Linked DNA regions of Oryctolagus cuniculus: region 1 is linked to region 2. The links are chromatin contacts, called in public Micro-C maps. All regions are on one chromosome and are shown on one strand. The core of a region is the stretch at or near the end of the contact, and the rest is flanking DNA. Distances in the headings are between cores, read along the strand shown. Region 1 holds the start of MYOM1 (myomesin 1). Region 2 holds the start of LPIN2 (lipin 2).

Region 1 (3,631 bases), core at 369-2,868, 210 kb after region 2:
ATGCACATCTAATATGAAAACAGATGGCATGCTAAGAGGATTTTATTATTCCATATTGGCTTTCTGCCCTTTGTATAGCCGAAGTTGCTAGAGGAATGAAAAAATCAGCGATCACACGGTGCACAATTCCCGTTACTCTTCAGCCACCCAGCTCTCTACCCACCTCCAGAGAGCCCGGCCCGCTGCTTGCCCTCCCCACCGACTTCTAGGATTAGTTGTCCTTCGGGGGACACCTTCCACAAGTCCCCAGACGTCTTTCCTCCTCTGTGCTCCCTCAGTAGGCCTGACCTAATTGCACTGCAGTGTTCCAACACCCGCCGTCTATTTTACGCCCCCACCCCTCCACCGCATCCCAGAGGCAGCGACTACCACCACGTTCTGTTTCAAAAAGCACAAACCACAATCCCCACCACCGTGCTCGGCACAGCAGCTGCCGTTTAATAATTGTAAAGAAGCCAAACAGAACATTGCTTTTAAGCTGAGGGGAAAACCAAACCGACTTTTCTCTACTCCGGCCTCAAGTTGTTTTCCCGTAGGCCAGCAGGGCCGGGGAAGGCTCGCACTCTCGCTGGTGGCAGGCCGCCACCCTGTGGACGTGTTTACGCACTGCAGGCGGCCGCCCTTCCTCGGGCTGTCCCTACCTTCCTCGATGAGTCGGCCACTTGGGACTCCTATTAAATCGATGACTTCCCAGAACCTGCCCTTGAGGATTCTGGTTCAATGGGTTGGGGATGAACGACTCAATTATTTGTGGTGTTCACTTGTACTCCAAGGAAGTATACTAATCACCTCTGTTTCAGTCGCTTACAGAATTCGGAATAATTACCTTCCTCCAAGAAAGAAACTGGATCTGACGAATATCTAGAGTATCCTACTCGGCAACCTTTAGAGCAGCGTTCCCTTCTCAGGAGCATGATTCAAGGGAGGGCCGGGTTTGAGGGGGAAGGCTACAGGGCACCCAAACTTCAGAACCGTTCTGGCAACGTGCGCTCAACTATGTCACTGGACCCGGTGCTAGGCTGACGATCTGCACACTCCGCATCCGGGTCCCTCTGCTCCCAGGTGAGGGGGGCACGCAGCTGTGCAGTCCACACCGACCCTGCACGCAAAATGACAGAACCGGGGGAGGCCTTTCTGAAAGCCGGAAAGCCGTCCTAGGCAAGGAGAGCTGAGGAAAAACGGGCCCGACATTTTATCCCTATTTTCACCCAAGCCGCTAGGCTTCGTCGTAGTGAGAGGTAGGGCAGGAGCTGCCCATCTGCCTAGCCGGATCCAAGTCAGCCTCTCCTGGTTAATCAGGGTCTAGCGGCTCGGGCAGGACAAAAACACCTGCGAGTTTCCGAAGAGGAAGTCAGTCTTCAGTCACTCGTGACCTATGAAGTCGCCCAAGCCACAAAGATGGTGGGTCCCTGACAGCCCCCGACACTTCACAACGTCTTCTGTGAGAAACGGGTGGGATTCTTCCTAAAGCAACCCTACAGAGATGAACTTGCTCGCGCAAAGCCGCCCTTCCCCGGCTACCAGCAAACTTCCGAACCGGCCAGGCGGGCTCCCGGACGCCCCACGGGGCGTCGCTGCGCAGACGCACTAGCGCCCGGAGGCGTGGCAAGGCTGGTCACGTGGGCTCCGCGGGCCGCTCCGCGACTTCCCTACAAGGACTTGGGCTAGCGGGCCCCGCCCTTCGCCGCGCCCTGGAATGTGCCGAGAGGCCAAGCCACAGGACAGACGCAACCATCCGCCGACCCGAGGGGGGGACGGAGAGTTCCACTGCAAGAAGAATTACAAAAAAACGAGAAAACTCGGGAATTATATCCAACGAGCCAGAACACACCCTCTATTTTCTAAGTCGCTCGCTTTATACTTGCTTCCCGCGCACTCGGTCAATATTGCGCCTGCTATCAATCACACCGGCCACCTCCCTCCCGGTTACCCTTGTGTTAAGTCAGGCCCATTCTGTCGGCCAGGAATGGTGACTGGGCTTCCTTCCGGTTTGCAAAGCAAAGGCCGGAAGTGTTGGCTTGTAGCTGCTCTCCGTGTGGCAAGGTGGTGGTGGCCGCAGCGAACGCTTCCCCGAGGCTCTCTGGTTCTCGCGCGTGTGTAGGGTGAGTGGTGCTCGCGGGAGGGCGCGGGAGACCCAGCTCGTGCGCTCGTCTCTGCGGGGCGGCTGCGACAGCAGCGGCCGTCCGCCGTGGTTCTCCGGCTCCGGCAGGGCACCTGGACAGGTGTACCAACCGGACTCCCGGTTACGAGCCGGGGGCTAGCTTCGGGATGGAAGGCCGCAGGCGGAAGTGGCCCCGACTCTCACTTCGCTCCTGTGCCCAAACTTGGGAGTTCGGGAAATGTGGCTTAGCTCGCTGGCGCCTTGAGCTTGGGCGACTGCCGAGCCCGCGAAACCCGAGACCCAGGGCGCTGACTCCGGGACTATGTTTAGCTTCTAACGTAAATTTGCCCGATTCCAGAGCGTTTGCGCAAAAAACGGAGCCCACTGTTCCCCTAGCTGCAGCTGTGCAAGTGCGTCTGGAACTCAACTTGGATTTCGGCACCCGTAATCGGGACTTTGCTAAGTGATATATGGACAAAAAGGGGCTTGGGGTTTAGTTTGCGGCTCGGGCAAAAACTCCAAAATGCAATACCATGTCTTGGGTGTAGACTCAGGGCTAAGTCAGTTCTCCAAAGAAGTGTCGTTTATGAAAGCGTGTGTCTGTTCTTGAGCGAACTGGAAGAGAAGTACGCGTTCAGATTAGATATTAGCTTTTTAAATGCAAAAAGTTTCACATGTAAACATGAAGAAGGCAAATATTTCTTAAAATTGCTGTTATCTGTTTTGTGGTCCGGAAGCACTTTGGTAAGAGTTACTTTGTCTAGTGGTAAGAACTTTAGGGTGTGGCAGTCTTAGAGAACTGGTCCTACTCCCAACCGGAAGTTTGAATAAGATGTGAAAACTTGGTTTAGTTAGACCAGAAGCACCAACCTGAAAACTAACTTTAAAAAATTGTAGTTAGCGCTAAAAATTACTTATCTTGAAAAAAAAAAATGGATTGAGATGGTAGATTTGGTCCGGATTTGGAAAGCGGACCAAATTCTGGATGCTGCCACATGCTTGCTAAAATGGGAGTTTTTCATTAACGAACATATCATATTTCCTGAAATAGTATCGTTTGTTCTGTCAAAAACTCTAGATTATTTTATATTTATTACCATTTTACAAATGGTGGACTCTGGGTTTTTTAAGTAAAGCAATCGAAAGTATATATTAGCATGGATTATCCCTATTTTATGGATTATGTAGGTTTTTCAAAATCTCTTTCTGGGTTCCTAGTCCTGAAAAGTCTTCTGGCTGCCCTTGGTGTGTGGAGAGAGAGCATTTTTTTTTTATATTTTTTTTAATTCATTTAATAAATGTGAATTTACAAAGTGCAACTTTTGTATTGTTGTGGCTCCCCCCCCAACCTCCCTCCTTCCCGTGGCCCTCCTCTCTCCCACTCCCTCTCCCATCCCGCCCTTCATCGAGTTTCATTTTCAATTACCTTCATATACTGAAGATCAACTTAGTATATACTAAGCAAGGATTTCAACAGGCTGCACTCACACAACCGCACAAGGTATAGGGTATTGTTCGACTAGTAGTGTT
Region 2 (3,672 bases), core at 755-3,254:
TTGCTTCTTAACAGCATTTTACTACAGTGTTCAGGGTTTTCAAACGCTTCTGTTTCCAGTTCATCTTAAGCCTAACGTTTCTCTGCTGACTCTTAACCGTGCTAGGAAAAATTAAAACAGAAGCTGTTGTTTCCTTTCTAGAATTCTACAAGGTTCCCACCAACATTTGTATATCGAGATACTTCAGTCTGAGATGCAGGTTGAACACCCCTAATCCAAAAATGTTCCAGTATTCTAAACTTTCAGTGTTGACATGATAGCACAGGTAGAAAATTCTGCTCCATGAAACTTTGGATTACGCACAAAATTATTTAAAATACTGTACAAAATTACCTAGGTTATATATATATATATGAGAAATATAAATGAACTTCATGCTTAACTTGGGTCCCATTCGCAAAACAGCTCAATGATTTATATTCAAATATTCAAAAATCTGAAAATAAATGAGAAAATAATACTTCTGGTCCCAAGAATTTGGGGCAAGGGATACTGAAATTGTACTACAATCAACAACTTCTCACTTAATGGGAGGGGAAAAGCCATCCACCCAGTCCAACACTCTGCAGGGTCTGGCCAAGGTGAGGATGCTCAGTAGGTGCACCAGCCCACCAAGGACTGAGTGTCTGCCTCGACCTGAGTGCCCACTCCCCAGCTTCCCGCTCCAGCATCGCCCACCATGCTTTTCATTCAAGCCACTTGTTCATACCACACCAGCAACACATAAGCCATATATTATGGGCTACTAAACAGATGGTAAATATTTGAAAATGCACTTCAAACCTGACATTGCATTGTAAAAATATAATAAATCAGGCAGGCCTAATTTTAATAGGTGTTAAGGCCAGCATCTCTCTGGGGGCAAAGAACTTCGGCAGGGCCTGGCTTCACACCAACAAAGAGGGGCTCGTATTCAATGAAAAACAATCCACAAATTTGGAAAACAAGCCCCAAATGTGCATCAAAAATCAGTCTGGCCGCTCGTTAAGCAATCCTTCAGAGCCTTTCCAAGTATTCAGAGTTCCAGTACTTTCTGAAAGGAAGGGTGATCTTTCTGGTCTAGTTTTGCATAATTATGCCTTCAAAATGTCACCCCGGATTTTCAATGCGAATCGTCTTAATTTGTTCGAGTGACTGGGGAAAATGGGGCTCCTCCGCGTCCAAAGGGGAGAGAGAGCCCTAGGTGCAGACTGTTATCTCCGCACGTTCGGTACAATTGAAGCTTTGCCGCGGGGTCTGGGGGTTTGCGAAAACCGCTCACCCCGAATCCGATCTGCAGACTCCGGGAGGAGGCGCCGGGCCCGCGACCGCCCGCCCAGAGGAAATAACAGCTCCCCGCCGGCCCCCGCTCGCCCCGGGCCCAGCGCGCTAGGGCCCCTGCCGCCCACGGGCTTTTCCAGGCGCTCCCCGATCGGCCGCAGCTCGCACCTCCGCGCCAGAGACCCCGGGCGGGAGCGTCTCAGGTGACCGACCCCACGAGCGGCGGCGCGGACCCGCATGCCTCCGGGGGTGCGTGGTCCTCCTCCTAGCTCCACACACCCCGCCAGCTCGTCCTGCGGCGGCGACTGGAGCCGCGTCTACGTGGCGCGGGTCAGGGATGGGGATGGGGATGAGGGGCGGCCCGGCCGCGCGCGCTGCCTCGGAGGGTCCCGGCCCGCGCCGCGAGGGAGCCCCCCGCCGGCCCTCCCGCGCAGCCCCGTCACAGCCGCCCCGGGAGTCCGCCCAGCGATGGGGGACGCGAGGACCTCAGCCCGTGCCCGCTTACCTGAGGCGGCTCCCCGGCTCCCGGGCCGCGCCGGCGCCCGCGGCCGGCCGAGGGGAGGCGGCGGCTGGACGGCTGCGGCGAGAGCCCGCCGGGGAGGGCGGGCTCGCGGGCGACCGGAGGGGCGGGGCCGGCTGGGGGCGCGCGCGGGTCCGGGGCGCCCGCCGCCGCCGCCGCTGTCTCGAGAGCCGCCTGGGCCGCAGCCGAGCCAGGCGGCTCTCATGAATGAGACCCGGCGGCGGCGGCCGGACGGGAGGAGGGAGGGCGGCGCGCAGGCCCCGCCCCGGCCACGTGACGCGCGCCTCGCCTCCCCCTCCCTGCGGCGCAGCGCCCTCGCCGCCTGGCTCCCCGGGGGCCCGGGGCACGTGCGGTTTCTGGGCGCTGCTCCGCGGCCCTGGCCTGGGAGGGCGGAGCCGCGATTTTTTCCTGCCTGCAGCGACAGGAGCAGTATTATATTTTAAAAAAGTTTCTTGTGGTTCCCATGACAACCGTGCGGCGCGTCACGTGGGACTTAGAGCCCAACTGCCGGAAAAAACGAGTAAAGTGCAAAAAAGGTCTTTGGCGTGAATGTAAAACGGCATAAAATCATATAACACTCATGTTATAAAACATTATAAAATCTTTTGATCGCCAGTAGATCATCTGCTCGTTTGCTTAGCCCTCCCCAATCATATAAACACCTTTTTAAAACGTACTAAAAGCAATGGATTATCATGTATTGCTTTTTATCCTTTTGCGAGCTATTTTATTTTTTATATATCTTTAATCGCTTTGCATTTCATAAGGCTTTTTATACATTTCTATTAACACATATCCGGGGTACAGCCAATACGTTTTGAATTTCAATACGTTTACACAGCCAGTGCTGATCATTGCTGTCCCCTTGTTATTTTTTTAGAGGCATCTAACTCCTCTCTTCTAGTTCATTCTATCATTGAAAGTTACAAATGGAAGGGTGTGCTAACTTTAAATGCCAGTTCATGTTTCAGTGTGCTTCTCTGAGATGGGCCCAGCCCCAACACAGTTTTTCCCGGGGTGCCTGGTCTGTGCTGGGCCCTGGGGGGGACCTGCTCCCACCACAGGTGATCACTTCCATACCCTAGTTCCTTGGGCTTTTCTTTGGAATTCCACCAGGCTTTTCCCCAACCATGGCCAAGGCCCTACAGATAGGTGATTGCCTTGGCTGAAGCCCACAGAGGAAGTTTCCTCATGTTGCTTTCACCTGGCTTCATAAGTGAAGTAAAAACAACCCCCTCCACGTTCAAAGCATTTTACTCCCCCGTGGAGATGTGGAATGAAAGAGAAAGAACCAATGTTCAATTTTATCTCAACAAGATAGAAGTCATAATGCGTTTCCCACAGGAGCGTTTGGAGGATTCAAAACACCTACCTACAAGGTGCCTGATTTAACTCGATGCCTGAAATCTGGAGCAGGTCCTTACTGCTTGTTTTCCGTCTGCCCTTCCATTCTTCCTGCCTAGACTCTCCCTGTTTCTCTTGGGCTTTTTGCAGAATCTGCTGCCTAAGAGGGGAATGTCCTGCCAAGCTTCATCCTTCCTTGCATCGTTCCGAAAGCCCCAGACGTCCCACTCTTCCTCCACACAACCCTGGGATTCACACCCCGCTCAGGATGATTGGTTCACGTTTCTAGTAGTTTCCTCATTCTCTGGTGTCTACCTGACTCGCGCCTCCATGTAAGCAAAGTAGAGACTCATTATTTGTTGCATGCTGTCTCTTCACTTCCTGGGCTGACACCTGGACAGTGGGTAGAGGACACTCAATCCCCAGCTACTCCCTGGGGCTGTCAGAGGAAGAAAGTCCCTGCTTCACCCTTCCTCTGACTCACTACCTTCCAGTTCCTTGACGATGTCCTTCACTCCTCCAATTTTCCCCTGATCTCAACTCGGGGT

The links. A called contact is a pair of places that touch in the nucleus more often than the background predicts.
Region 1: a Micro-C map of ear pinna shows a contact between it and region 2, with 10 times the contacts expected there. The contact joins the promoter of MYOM1 here to the promoter of LPIN2 in region 2. A contact is called at or near these places in 4 of 6 Hi-C or Micro-C datasets (ear pinna, embryonic fibroblasts, skin fibroblasts and 1 more).

The regions. Positions count from the first base shown.
Region 1 is chr10:60,135,886-60,139,516 of mOryCun1.1, forward strand. It overlaps MYOM1 (myomesin 1), which reads right to left and starts at 1,619. Exons shown (of 37, transcript XM_070050417.1): 1 at 827-1,619. LOC100346112 (myosin regulatory light polypeptide 9) reads left to right here and starts at 1,679. Exons shown (of 4, transcript XM_070050419.1): 1 at 1,679-2,102.
Region 2 is chr10:59,924,956-59,928,627 of mOryCun1.1, forward strand. It overlaps LPIN2 (lipin 2), which reads right to left and starts at 2,005. Exons shown (of 20, transcript XM_051851363.2): 1 at 1,766-2,005.